Linked DNA regions of Hordeum vulgare: region 1 is linked to region 2. A link is a contact called in public Hi-C data. All regions are on one chromosome and are shown on one strand. The core of a region is the stretch at or near the end of the contact, and the rest is flanking DNA. Distances in the headings are between cores, read along the strand shown. Region 1 has its middle 110 kb from the start of LOC123443707. Region 2 overlaps LOC123443707 (pentatricopeptide repeat-containing protein At1g10910, chloroplastic).

Evidence for each region. Hi-C and Micro-C count contacts between places; a contact is called where the count stands out from the background.
Region 1: a Hi-C map of leaf shows a contact between it and region 2, with 2.7 times the contacts expected there. The contact joins two enhancer-like sites. A contact is called at or near these places in 3 of 6 Hi-C or Micro-C datasets (leaf and seedling).

The regions. Positions count from the first base shown.
Region 1 is chr3H:307,992,608-307,999,996 of MorexV3_pseudomolecules_assembly, forward strand. No RefSeq gene overlaps it. Among protein-coding and RNA genes, the nearest start is that of LOC123443707, 110 kb to the left of the region's middle. Within about 2 kb of position 3,069, at least 1 of the 3 cell types and tissues checked has open chromatin away from gene starts, as enhancers often do. A contact at or near this core is called in leaf, where this site is marked.
Region 2 is chr3H:307,919,973-307,927,003 of MorexV3_pseudomolecules_assembly, forward strand. It overlaps LOC123443707 (pentatricopeptide repeat-containing protein At1g10910, chloroplastic), which reads left to right. Exons shown (of 10, transcript XM_045120207.1): 8 at 1-27; 9 at 109-237; 10 at 553-964. The coding sequence ends at 777. Among protein-coding and RNA genes, the nearest start is that of LOC123443707, 38 kb to the left of the region's middle. Within about 2 kb of position 4,174, at least 1 of the 3 cell types and tissues checked has open chromatin away from gene starts, as enhancers often do. A contact at or near this core is called in leaf, where this site is marked.

The DNA.
Region 1 (7,389 bases), core at 1,819-4,318, 72 kb after region 2:
CCACATCCAAAGGCCTGGGCGGGTCACGCCGCGTCTCTCCAGAAAGGCTCACAATGCACATAGCTCCCATCTGCATGCATGCGCGCACCGTCTCCCTAGGTCTCGGGCCCACCGACATGATCGACCAACCAGGCTCCACCCCATCTCCTGCTAAAGAGCCACAACTGGAAAAGCTACAAAAGCTATTCGTGTCGTCGTCCTTAAACTGGTCCTCGGGCAGCAAGTGTATGGGGTCCACCATCAACTCCGAGTGGGCCTGCACGACCAGATCCCATGAACCAATGAGGATATGAGACTGCGAATCTGCGGTCCTCCTGGTTTCCAGCACCGGCTCGAGGGTCCGACCTTCTCCCTTTGTAGCTACCACCGATTGGCCAACGGCTCCACCTTCCAATGACTGGTTGATCGAGACAAAGGACCCCTCGCCTACTGGCGTTCGATCCGTGGCTGTCGCCTCGCCCACCACTAGTCTAGAAGTGCAAGACGATGTTGCAGGTGCGTGCGCCTCCCATCCACTTTACAAAGAAGATTCCCCGACATTGGCCACGCGTCGAGGCCTCGTTTGACTCCAGGCGCTTTGTGCAAACTCCGTGAGTCCTCAATTTGACGTGGCCCCACCTGGTCCACTTGGTTGACCATACGGTCCATAGTTGTTGTTTGAATTCACTGCTATCTGGCCGGCGACCCCGAGCCGGCCGACGAACGCGCTCGGGACGACGGATCATGGTCGTACTGCAGGGCAACTTCGGCGCCCATGCGCTGCTTGCCCCTGGTCCGCGAGCAACCACTCCTCCCACGACGTTCCATCACATCCTCCGAGTCCATGCCATCAGACGGCGGCGACGATGGCGGATAGTCTCGTGGCGCAAGTCTTGGAGCAATCGACGATGCCTCCTCAAAGATCTTGATGGGATACCACAAGGCATCCACCGCATCATCCTCCACCCGGACTAACCGTTGTTCTGGCTCCTCCACCACAAGGATGCACCGACAAGGGATCCGAGTAGGGTCATCTATGCGCAACCAAACACAACGACATGTCTTGCCGACGCGTTGTGGAATCCGCTACCTTGACAACGATGGCCAGCCCCCGAGAGCATTGCCTCCGTCGTTCGCCGTGTCGAGGCGTTCGCTGATATGCCCCATAGCACCATGGGTACCAGGAACATCATGGAGATGCTTGTGGCTTTTGCCTGTCGAATTCCCGGCTCGAGGGATGGCAAGAACTACTTCGTCGATGCCCGGCCGCCAGCCGCCAGCCACCAGCTTGTCACGTGTGGCCATGTCCCTGCATAGCACCAAGAAATCCCCCGGATAGGACGCCTGAATCAAGATGTCTGTGGGGTAGAGCTCGAACTCCGCTAGGATCGCATCAAAGATGTTAGAATCGAGATTTTGAATCGGATCGGAGCTTCACTGGTAGGATCGTGGATCATAGAATCATAACTATCAGGATCAATAGGATTGTAGAAACTTAGATTATATGAGAAAAATCATTGAATTGGGGGGGGGGGCTAGTTTGGATCGTAAAGTCATAAGATTCTAAGACTTGAGTCGCGATTCTGACAACTTTGTCATCCGCCGCCGCTGTGGTGTCGATGACCGGGTGTGAGCCATCAACAGTGGCAAGGACATCCCACGAAAGCTCCGCATCCACCACACGAAAGTCCGCACCATACTCCAATTAAGTAATGCGAATGCAATGGGAGAGAAATTAAAGAGAAATATGGAGGTAGTGTTTTAGCAATCCCGACTTTGCGCATTGGCTCTTAGAGCGTGCATATTTCTTAGCGATCGTCGCTGCAACTATTTTGCCGATCAACTTTTTGGCGAAACTATTAGAGTTGCATTTTATATCTCAAATATGCTTTCTTGATAGTGGATGATAGAGAACAATTATGTTTATATTAACTGGCCGAGTAGTGATTGTGCCATGTGGCCTGGGCTTCGGCCGTGGACACAGTCGTGTCCCCCCTAGTCCACTAGGATTGGCTAAGGATGCAGGTATGGTGTTTCTTTCGGTGGATGCGCCTATCCATGCTTGGTGATTGATGCCAGGGTAGGAGTCGATGGTGTGCCTTTGCTCCTTCTTCTGTGGTTGAGTGCCCGGGAAAGTGAACGAAGCACGATGTCTGGTGGCAGGGATGCCGGGGCGGCAAGCCGGTATGGTGGTCCACATGGGAGGCTCTTCGGCGGGCACCATCGTGGCGGTGGTGTCTCTCCTTCCGGGTTGTGTGGGCAACGAAAGGGGTAGTGAAGGGTGGCTCACGCATGCTTTGTGCCCTCACATGGGGCCGCCCTGATCCGGATCTAGGGATTTGACCTCGGTACGTTCGTCCTTGCGGCCTCTTGGTGACATGCTTGAGTTGCCAAGCGAAAGCCCTGTGCCTCGACATCGATGACGACGACGTCTGTGGGTGCCACACTTTTTTTGAAGACGTCTTCTTGGTTCTTCTCTTCGTATGAGGGCCCCACGTAAAAACCTTTGTCTGTTGTGGACTCGACAGCGACGACGGTCGACGCCGTTCTTCCTCTTGAGGGCGTTGTCGTGGAGTTTAGGTGTAATAGGCCGATGCGTGCTCGTGTGTTTAGAGCTTCCTGTATTATGTGTTGGTAGCATAGTCGCGTTCTACGTGATCCGAGTATCTTGGATGGTCTTTGTAAGAGGCCTATCTCACCATTTTATATTATTTGACCATCTACTTTGTTTGGTTGTTGCTTTATAGATAGAATGAGGCGAACGTTCTGTTTTCAGAAAGTATGGAAGGTGTAGAGTGCAAGAGAAGAAAAATTGTAGCAGTAATACTCGACAAGGTATTTGCAATCAACGGGGTACTGTGGGCTACCGGGTTCCATGAAAGCTCGTCCACTTGTGATATTTTCAAATGGTGCGACGGCTTCTCCTTTTACGTTACCAATGGGATTGGGATGGTACCATCTCTTCTACTACGAGTAGCACCTTGTTTGTGTTTCCTGCTCATTTCTTCCACTAGCTCGTTGTGAGCTGCTTTCATATATCTTTATTCGTTGCCCTGTTTTGTCTGCCTTCCAGTGGGGGAAATCGACAACCAATCCCATTCCCATCCATGAAGGGGACATGCTTATGGAACGGACGGCCCACCTGAATCTCTGAGCAGTTACTAGTAGATGAATAATAGGAGGGACATGAAACTAAATGCTGATGAATCCTTGCCCAGTTATCCTATTGCCACTTGATGCATCAACATTTTCAAACTAAATGCTGTTATCCAACCACGAACCATCCGCGGAGGCTGGAGCGATTGGATACGTTACGCTTCTGCTATAATTAATGGAGTGAAAGATCCTCGTCACTTGGGAATACTTCTCTGATCTTCAACTTCTCTCGTCTCCTGGTCCTATACACTCGTACCCTATTTATGCTACGCTTTATCTCCAAATAGGCTTTTTCCCGTTTTATATTATAAAACAACAAAAATCGACGAGAAGATAACTGGTGGGGCAAACAATATACCAATTTCAAAAGGAAAAGAAAACCTATCAACAATGGCAGCTCGGCAAACACGGATTATCCACCACCACTTTGTCCTTCGTGTGTGTCCCACCTCGCGCCATGGCGTCGAACCGTCGTGTACCTAAGCAACACCTTCAACAAGGAATGCGATGCCAACGATGCTGCTGCCCGACAAGGGTTTCCCCCGGCACGCGACCTCGAGCAAGGGATGGATAGCACTAACGCCCTACAAGAAGGAATGACGACACCCTAAGGCGTCGCCGTGTCGGAGCCGGGTGAACCGCCAGGGACTTCTCCCGCACCCCAATCACCGTCACCCGTTCGAACCGGAGCCATTCAGCCAACTAGCCACCCACAAGCACGCACCACCACGCTCTTGGACCCAACCACGTTGCCCCGCTGCGAACACCACCACGAAGTCAAAAGAGGAGAGGCAAGGATCGTCCAGAGGCACGACAGAAGCATCGAAGCCGCACGGGAGGGAGCCACCTCCACCGCCGTCGCGCCGGAGGCCTGTTCCTCCAGCACCGACGCGGCCTGCCGTCTGGACGCATCCACCGAGGCAAACCAGGCCACCCGGGCCTAGATCAGGCCCGCAAAGCTGCGTCCACCATGTTGCTGCACGCCGGCAACCGAGCCGCGACCCACCACCAGCCATATGCACCGCCACCACCTCTCGAGGGCCACGCGGACGCCACGCCGTGCAGCCGGCCCGCCCCGACCTAGATGGGCCCAAAGGGCCCAGGTCTGGGCTTGGCGAGCGTCGTGAGCCCACGCCGCCGCATCACCACGTCACCAACGGAGACGCCGACGCCCAGTGGTCGTGCTTGCCCGTGCGCAGAAACCCCGCCGCCGCGTAAGACCGCTGTCGCCCACAACTCGCCCTTGCCCGCGCCAAGAAACCCTGCTATCGCGCAAGACCGCTGCCACCCACATGCATCGTCCGGAGTCGCTTCGGCCCGCGTCAGAGGAGCCCCGGGAGGGGAAAGGCCAAGGGCTGCCGCCGCCAGCTTTGCCCGGGCCAGGCCCGCGACGGGTGTCTAGGACGGCGACTGGGAGGAGGGAGAAAGGAGGGCTCGCGGAGGGAAACGCCGGGCGCAGCCGGCCACCCACGGGGACGACAGGGTCGTGGTCAGGAGAGGGAAAAAGCCGCTCCGTTCTATGCTTTATGTCCGCCACTTGTATGTCGAGTGCATTTAGTACTCTATAGTGCAATATATACTTCATACCACTCCCTCCAATCCATATTACTCTTTGTTTTAGATTTGTCGGTATATGGATGCATGTAACACTAAAACATGTCTAGATATATTCGTATCTTTACAAATCTAATACAGGTAATATGGATCAAAAATGTATTATTTCGTTATTACTCATTTAAATGGTACTAGAAAACAGATCCAAAATACAAAAGAGTATAATAAATCTGAACTGAGCAAGCATATTATGCCGATAAAAGGTTTTCTCCCTATTTACATTATAGAGCACCGACCAAACACACCATACAACTAGCTTGCCGAGGCCGCAACACAACCAAACTGTCAACACCAGCAATCGACGAAAAGAAGATGACCGGAGCTGTTGTGCCCTTCGGAGAAGTCTCACCGTGTTCGTAGCACTCTCAAACACCGTGTACCAAGTAGCACCTTCAAAAAGGAAAGCGGCAACGACACCGTCGCCTCTGTCCAGATTAGTCCTAGGGTTTCCCCCCATATGCAGAGGGTAGTCGACAAGCAGTACACCGAGGCCCTACAAGAAGGAATGATATCACCCACAAGCATCATAGGGTCGGTGTCGGACAAGCCAACCGGAATTTCTCACAATCCCCAAAACCCCGCCACCACCCCAAACGATCTGCAGTGCTCCACCTAGCTGTTGCCCACCAGCATGCGTCACCACGGTCACGATGCCATCCTTGACGTGTGATTATGGACACCAACACGAGGCCTAGAAGAAAATGACGGGGACAACGAAATCGGGGTTAGCAGCCACGCCGCCAAGTGGGAGGGAACAATCTCCGCCGCCCACACGACAATCAATCGGTCGCGGCACCGGGGCCCGACTAGCCCAACCATGCCTCCGCGCTGCAGCACGCGGATGGGCAGCGCCGCCACCACCAGGAGTCCACCGACACATTACCTTCATCTAAAGGAGCTACGCGGCCAAGGAGAGAACAACCGGCCCGCCCCTACCTAGATGGGGGCCAGATTTGGGCAGAGTGGGCGCCTCCGTCCATGCCCGCATCACCATGTCGCCCGCCGTCTCATCGAGGACCACCCCAAGCCCACGGGATCCACACTGCCGAACTAGACGGCGGCCGGGCGACTCACACCGTAGCCGTCAGGAGCCCCCACGCCATCCCCGCGAGCACAGGAAAAGGCCGACACACCGCCATCAGTGTCGTGTGGGCAAGACCCGACGGACCACGGCGGCATAGGCGGCAAGAGAGAGGGAGGAGGAGGGGATGGGAGCTAAGGTTCGCCCGTCGCCCGCGGAGGACGAGCGATCGAACGAGAGGGGGGAGGGGGAGGGGGGAGGTGGAAGGGGGGTTTGTAGCTCCTTGTGATGTTGTTTTTCTTTGTCAATTGGAGCAAGTATTTTGTCCGTCTCAAAATAAGTATCGCAAATTTATAACTAAATTAATATAAATTTTATACTAAGTCAACGATATTTATTTTTGGAACGAATGGAGTATATTATCATGCAATGGAAACAAATTTGTGTCTCATTTCACCCACAAACTTTACTTTGTCCATCGGTGGTGGTTCCTTCTTTTGACATGGAATTTGTGGAGGTTCCTACTCACGCAAGCAATAGTAATCACGTTATCCAACCGGAAAAGATTGACAAGGAAAAAGACGAACAGAAATGAGAGAAAAAATAATTAAAGGAGTAACCCCGCACTCAGTATTTCACGGTGACGGCGGCTGAAAAGGAAATGACATGTCACTGTCACCATCGTCAAAAGGCAAAGGATTCTCTCTCCGAGTGATGTCGCGGGTGACGTTTGGAGGTCCGATGGCCCATCAGGGTTCTTCACCTCATCCATTCATTCGGTAGCGTTGAAAGGGTGAGACATGAGACCAATCTCGGCCGCACAACTGAATTCCTTGATGCCGACACGGCTGTACCCCACAAAGCAACGCTGCCACCGGTTTTCGGAGGAGGGTCCTCCCGTGGTGTAATCTCATGCAACCTCACCTCTGGAAGGAAGAAATATCTCAGGAGTGAGTGTGATGCCATCTTCCTATTCGCATGCTGGACCATCGGCCACCCCATCCAATCATAAATGATCACACGCAAGAGATAGGAGAGAAACCTCGCATCCCTCCCACGTCGCCCCCGCGTGGCGACACGGAGGGAACCCTAAAATGCGTCGTCGGTCCTTCCCCCTCATTCCTCCTCCTCGTCATCGCTAGAGGGGCCGGTCCGGCAAAGGCCGACCAACGTCGACGGCGGCAGGGCATCCTCGTCCTCCCGCGCGATGGGGTTAGCGCGGGCCAACACCCCTGGCCGGGGCGTGGCGCTGTTGTCGAGCGCCACAACGGCTCGTCAGCAACGGCGACACGACGGGTGGCGCGGTGGCGGTGTGTGCCTAGGGTGATGGCGGCGGCCAGCTATGCTTCTTCTTTGGCGGCAAGGGTCGCGGACGACACAGGTCGTGGGCGCCCCCCTCTTCTACAGCGCAGGCCGTTGGAGGTGACGACGCGGCAGCACGGGCTGGGGGCTGGGCTGGCGGCGTGCGCAGGCTGCTGCTGCTGCTGGCGGTGGTGCCGCCCGGCCAAATATGCTCGGATCTAGCCCATGGTCGCGAGCTGGTAGTTCGGGTTTGGCCCTCGGGGTGGATGTGGGCTACCACGACGTGGTGGTGGTTCATAGCTGCGGATCTGGCCGTG
Region 2 (7,031 bases), core at 2,924-5,423:
CTGAAGGATGCCTATATAGTTATCAAGGTACTACGCTTTTGGCATTTACTACTGGTATCTCTATTGTTTATTTTGTGTATATTCACTAACAAAATGCTGATTTAACAGGACAATGGAGAGTCGATATCTCCACGCTCTTTAGAGAAATTTGCTACACAATTCATGATCTCTGGCAACATAAATTTGATTAACGATGTTATGAAAGCCCTAAACCATTCAGGATGGCGTATAAGCCAGGTGACTGTTTTGTACTTGGTACTTTCTAAGTATAGTTTGGAGTTGAACCCTGGATGGCTGGAAACTGAAAACTGGTAAAATCTTAGACCTGACTAGGACAAGGGGGGTGCTCCAAAAATCACACGATGAAAGTTAACTAAAATTTCAATTTTGCAACTTTGTATATACATACACTTGATATTCTTAAATCTGACATACATCTCAGCTGTGTGATTTACATATGAGTTCATCAGTTTCCTTCCCCCTCTCCTAAAATCTACTCCCTCCGTAAACTAATATAAAATCCAATGGTGAACATGATTGTTCCACATGCAGGAAATCTTTGGGAGAGCAATTCAGCGATACATCCAGAAGCCTGATAAGAAGCAACTATTGTTATGCCTCTTGGACTGGATGACTGGTCAAGGCTATTCCGTGGACTCATCATCAAGGAACTTGCTTTTGAAAAATGCACAATTCTTTGGCCAAAAACAACTGATAGCAGAAATCCTTTCTAAGCAGCAAGCAGCTTCAAGGATAACAAATAAGCTCATTGATTAGCACAAAATTTAATCAAATCGAAGTTGTTCAGATTCATCATATAATGTTCTGGAGACAGTTTTTTGATGATCGGCGGAGTTTGCAACTACTTTTGTTGCATTTGGCTTGAGAAATCATGGCAACAAATTACTGAGGAAGTCGCAATATTTTCTTTATCTATTATGATTAAAATTGAAGCATCAGCAAATTTACTTGTTTTTCTTAGGGGATAACATGTTGCTTTGGATGTTTTGACTTTACCCATAGATGTATGCAGACTATTTTTTTTTTTTGAAACGGAGGCACAACCATTACTGAGTACAACCGAGAGAACAACGCACACAACACACATGCCCAAGGCAAGATACAAAGGTGCTGAGCACTTACACACAACCTCACCAACAACAATAGAGAGGTGAGTCAGACAACAACGAAGCCAGGCCTTCAAAGTGGTGCCTCCAAGAAGGGTACGACCAAGATAGCCGCCATCATCCGATCCACGAAGATCAGGTTTTCACACGGAGGAAGACGCCATGAGGGGGAGCGCCGCGACGGAGCCTTCAGGAAGGGTATGACGACCACGGCTGCAGCCACCATCGGTCAGTCAGAGGACCACAGCTGCAGCCACCAAATGGTGTACCTCCGACACTCACCCCTACCAGCGCACCCTAACTCCATCAACCATTCGCAACCACGCCACCTGCGGGGCCATGGTTGCTCGCCCGCACCTGGGACGCAGGTTCCGTCCACAAACGCCACGCCTCCCACCGCTAGAGCCACCGCCCTACAAGCAGACATCCACGAGACCTGCACAAAGGCCCCGGCTTTCGATCAACCAACGACCCTCGACCGATATAGATACCCGCAGACGCTCCATTGGTAGAGCTGCACCAACCCGCCCGTGGCCGAGGAATGAGGGAGAAAGGGGAGCGGACGAATCCAGACCGACAACGCATCGACGACAGGTGACGCGACCACATCAAGGCCACCCATCCCTCCAACCGAGCTCCCCGCCGAGCATGAGGAAAAGGGGGGAGGATCACCCTCGTGTCGCCCCATCATGGTAGCTGGCACAACTCTCCATGAGGCCATCCGCAAACGTGTGCCAGCCGATGAGGGAGATCAGATCGACCTGCCGCCGCAATCGAGGTAGTTCACTAGGGAGGCCCTCCCGCGTCAAGCGCCGCCATCGAGTCGCAAGGGCCTGACTAAACGGGATCGCCCGCATCCATCGCTGTCGCGCCGCCCTCACACCATCACGCCATGGCGAGAAAAGCCGCCCGCGACCCGCATCGCCAAAGGTGGATCCAGACGCATGGAGTCGTCGCCGCCGTCAAACGCGAGCCGGCCTGCACCACCACCAAGCCGCCAGTCGCACCATCGTCATGCCCTCGTTGCCGGCCCGCGCCGGAGCGCCGATGAGCTGCCGCGCCCGACCACCAGCGTTGCATCCCTATCGTGAGGGCCGACCCGTGCCGCACCGCCAAGCAAGGAGACGAAGGGGCCCATCGCCGCTGGTGACTCACGGGCTTTGCCCGCGCGTGCTCCTAGGCGGCGGCGGGGGGAAGAGGGGAGGGGGAGGCGACAGATCTAGGGTTGCCTCCTGGGGGCACCCGTTGGAGCGCCTCGGGAGGGAGGAGGAAGGTTTTTCTCGTACGAGAATTTACAAGTCTTGCCCTTATTCGCGCAATAAGAAAGACCCTAGCTTCTTTGCCCCGGCTTTCATCCAAAGATTGGCCTCATCGACAATGAGGTTGAGCAAGATTTGTGGAGGTGCGCTCTTTTGCTAGAACACTCTTGCATTACGCTCGTTACATATGACCCATGACACTAACATGGTGATCGATGCCTTTGCTTTTCGGTCGACGATGCCCACGACGCTCACGCTCGACCACCACGCCTCAACGGAGTCGAACAAGTGCCAGGCGGATGTGTCGAGGTCGTGGATGCGAATTTTCTGAATCACCAAGTTCTAAAGCCTGAGAGATTAACGACATCTAAAGAAAAGATGTGAACCACATTTCTGTGAGGGGGCAAGGGCCACAATTTGGGCATCCTCGCTTATCCAATCTGCCAGCCGTCCAGAGCCTGTCTTGAAGTGCAAGCCAGACAAAGAACTTGACTTCCGGTGGTGCCCACACCTTCCAAACGCTCATCAAGCTGCACCTCATGTAAAAGCATCCAAAGGGTAAAGAATTGTGTGACATGCTCAATGGAAACCAATGAAGGCGGTTTGATTTTGAGGATCCACACGCTTTCCTTAAGGGCCTCCTGTACCTTCCAACGCTAACGGGAGGAGGACTGAAAAATGAGCTGAGCGATATGCTTAGGCTTGCGGCCTAGAAGCCAAGGAGAGTCTCATAATGGAGTCCTTGCACCATTCCCGACCGTAACGGTAGTACAAGCATAGAAGAACTCAAGGTCTTCCATGTCGCACGGGTTCCCACTCCCTATCCACAACTTTGTGGGATCCTTCCACTCGTACCAAGGCCACCGCAAGCGCAGGCCCCGTACGAACTTGTTGGTGTTGAGGACCCCATGTCCACCATAAGCAAACGACTAACCATGTCCCAATTGACCTTGCATTTTGCTTCTGTTGTCTTTTCGGACCCTGACCACAGGAAGGTCCGCTTAAGTTTGTCAATGTTCTGCAGGATCGTAGGTTGGACGACAAGGGGCGTAATGAAGTACTCCCTCTGTAAACTAATATAAGAGTGTTTAGATAACTAAAATAGTGATCTAAATGCTTTTATATCAGTTTACGGAGGGAGTAGATCACTTGAGAAGCGAGCACCAACTTGACAAACGCTGCACGCCCGATGGTGGTGATGTTTTGGCCCTAATAAGTTGTCAATTTGCTTGCCACCTTGTCTACAAGAAATTGCAGGTCAACAAGCTGCAACTTCCACACCCAGAGTGGGAGCCCCAAAATATCGGAGCGGAAAGGAAGCCTTGATAGCTGGCAACCCCTGGGTGATGCGGGCCAAACCAAGGTTGGCGCACTGATTGGGCACCATTGCAATATTATTGAAGTTTGTGTATAGGCATTGCAAATGGATGCATAATGGGGGAAAATCTGCCCTTAGTACTGACCATATATTGCCGGTGTTCAGATTTTTATTTAGTCTGGATTTAGCTAATGGGTTTTATATCCCTTTAAAATGGTAAGTACAGACAGAAAAAGTGATTTATTTTTCGAAACAGTAAAGGAAAGTAAGTTGGAGATTCCATAATTTTTCTAGTAAACAAAAGTTGGAGATTCCATAAATTTTGTGGAAAGCGAGAGGATACCATGTTCTTTTCTTTTGTTACGCTCCAAGAAGTCAGTTTACTTTGTTGTGCCTATACCTGGTCATGGACAGCCTAGCCTGGACGGCCCGACCCGACCCGACACAAAAATCCGAGGCTGGGCCGGGCCTAGCCATGCCATCGGGTCGGGCACGGGCCTAGAAATGAAGCCCTATAGTCGGGCCGACCTGGCTCTGGCCCATAGAAAACAAAAATTAAGTCGTGAACGGGCCAGGCCAAACGGGCATTGTCGGGCTTTGTCGGGCTTGGGCCCAATATTTAAACCCGACAGTTGGGCCGGGCCGGGCTCGGGCTGGGTTTTCAGCATCGGTTTTTTTTGGTCCGGCCTGAAGCCTGGCCGGACATATGCCCATGTATAGTTGTGCCTATATTCACTAGATTCTTTTTTCACAGGGTTATAGTTAATTGTGCAATATTATTATTTTCTTTTTTGAAAGGCAAACAACGGGTGAATAGACAACATGAGGTGATAGTAAGTTGGCAATTTTGTCAACTTTTAGGACTGAGACAGAATATATTTTATTATTCACACGTCTCTTTCACTAAGATATTGTATATTCATGGTTAGCTAGATAGAGGGTTCTCTATGATTGAACTACTGACAGTAAATTAACTGGATCTATTTAATTAAAAAACTGCCATATCAATGTGAGTCCACATACATTCTTGCATATTTGCTTTATCTGGCTTAAGAGAGAATCTTGTCGCTTACCCTGGTTTTAGAACTTCGAGACATGTATTTGTTTGTCCTGTGAGATACATTGTGATCACCAACCGGTGGTCGTCTGCTTTCCTGCAAATAGCACCATAAAATCAAGTTCATTGAACCCAGACAGATTTTTGGTGGAAAAATATCGATATATTTATTTGGGAAGTTGGTTTATTAAATTTCAAGGATTATACAGTATTGTTGTGAACCTCAATTTGGTCCACATTTTCATTTTCATTTGTTCAAGTTTCGTCTTGATTATCTTAGCATGGTGATATGAAAAGAGTGTTGTATGTGACAGTGGCAAAGCTTGGACAAAATCAAGGAGGGACCAACTATGTTTGCTAGATGAATTAAGCTGTAATTTTGATGTTTAATTAGTAAAGAAGCTTGACATACTATTATCTAAACAAGCCCACCATGGTCACCACTCATCGCTACCCCTTATCCCCTTACACGAGTCGGCCAGCCGGTCTATATGTTTTTGGCAAATTTTAACATGTTGCCTCTTACTTTATCTTTTTACATTGTGGTAAAAAAGTAAGAGTTAATTAGGCAACTAGTTGATATGGTTCACATCTTATTATACACTCTTACCTTTCATGTGAAAACAGGCGAAAAGTCCTCCCTCCACCCCTCCCGTGTCGTCCCTACAGGCGACCAGATGCAAACCCTAGCGACGACCCCTCCTCCTCCCTTCCCGTCTCTCCCCCCCGCCGCCGCCGCAGGGAGCCGACGGGCAAAGCCCAACCAACGTAGGCGGAGACGGGGCTCTGTTTCCCTTGTGCGCGGTGCTCTGTTGGCGCGGGACGACGGCTCGGGTAGGGATAGCGGGCTAGCACGGGGCCTTCCGGCGCAGCAACGGGCGCGCGGGACGACGTCGGTGGTTGGCCTCTACGGCGCAGCATCGGCCTGCAGCTCGCACGTGGCATGGCGACTGCGCTGGTGGTGTCTTCAGGTGGTGGCGTGCGCACGTATGGTTTCCTGACCAGATCCAACAGGATTTGGCTCCGGGCCAGCTGTGCGCGATGCGGGAGGCAGCCGACGGATTGTCTGGGTATGTGGGCGTGGCGTGGTGGCGGCCCCGTGGTGGCTTGGGCTTGTGGGGAGATTGGGCCTCTCCTTCCTCGATCTGGATCAGCCAGGTTTGGGGGTGTGGATGGCATCTCTCCCCTTCCTCTCTTGAGGGTTGGCAACGACGGCTGGTCGCACGGGTGCGTGCTTAGTGGCTCCGATGCTTGGACCTCGCCGTGCCACGCGGGTTGGGGCACCGGCCCGGCTTGGCTGCTGCTCCGGCCATGGGCGGCGGCGCGGGGAGGCCCGACGCATGGGCGGTGGCCTCCCGGGTGGCACGACGCTACACGGTGGCTCGAGGCTCTGCCCGCTGTGATGGCCGACTTCTACTGCGGGGTTGGCTCGTCTGCGGTTGGACCATGTCGACCTTCGCTTTATCTCCTTGTCTCTCAGGCACTACTTCTATCGAAGGGTTGGGTCGCTACCGGCTGTGGTCCATCGCCCATCCCGCGTCCGGTGTGGCAGGACCTAGTGTGTAGGACCGAGCTCGTCTCGTGCATGGTGCAGCAAGACCGACCTCGTCTCGCACACAGTGCCGCTGGACCACGCTCGTCTCACGCCCAATGCTGCAGGACGAGTCGACGGAGGCCAGTCTGGCCGGCCTTTGGGTCTCGGTGTTGGGGGTTGCCCAGGGGTGGAAAAGGCGGCTCCTTTTCGCTCATGTCTTTGGTTGGGGTAGCGGCAGATCTTGGGTGAGGTGGTTGCGCGGTGCTGATGGGAAGAGCCCGTGGCTTGGTGCCGCCCAATGGCCATGGTCATGTGGGCGGCGTAGCACACATGATGTGGCGATCAATCGCGGTAAGTGTTGGTCGGTGTGAAAACCTGCTCTATCTTCGGACGAACTGGCGGCGATGAAGCTCGTTCCCTTCTTGAAGGCGTCATCGCGTTCCCTTCTTGAAGGCGTCATCGCAGCTCTCATCGCTCGTCGTGCTGCTCCAGGGGAAACTCTAATCACCGGATCGGGCGGTGGCGACACTTTGGTGTTGTTTCCTTCCTGAAGGCGCCGCCTTAAAGCCCACGGTTCATTCATCGTATGGGGCTTTGTCCGTGATTGCTCTTGTAGTGCTAGGGATGATGTTGCTGCGATAAAAACTTATGTATCATGTTTTGGGCGTGTCCATGTGTTGTCTTGGTGTGAGTTTGTATCGTGTTGTTGTGGATTGTTGCTTTATATATATAGTGG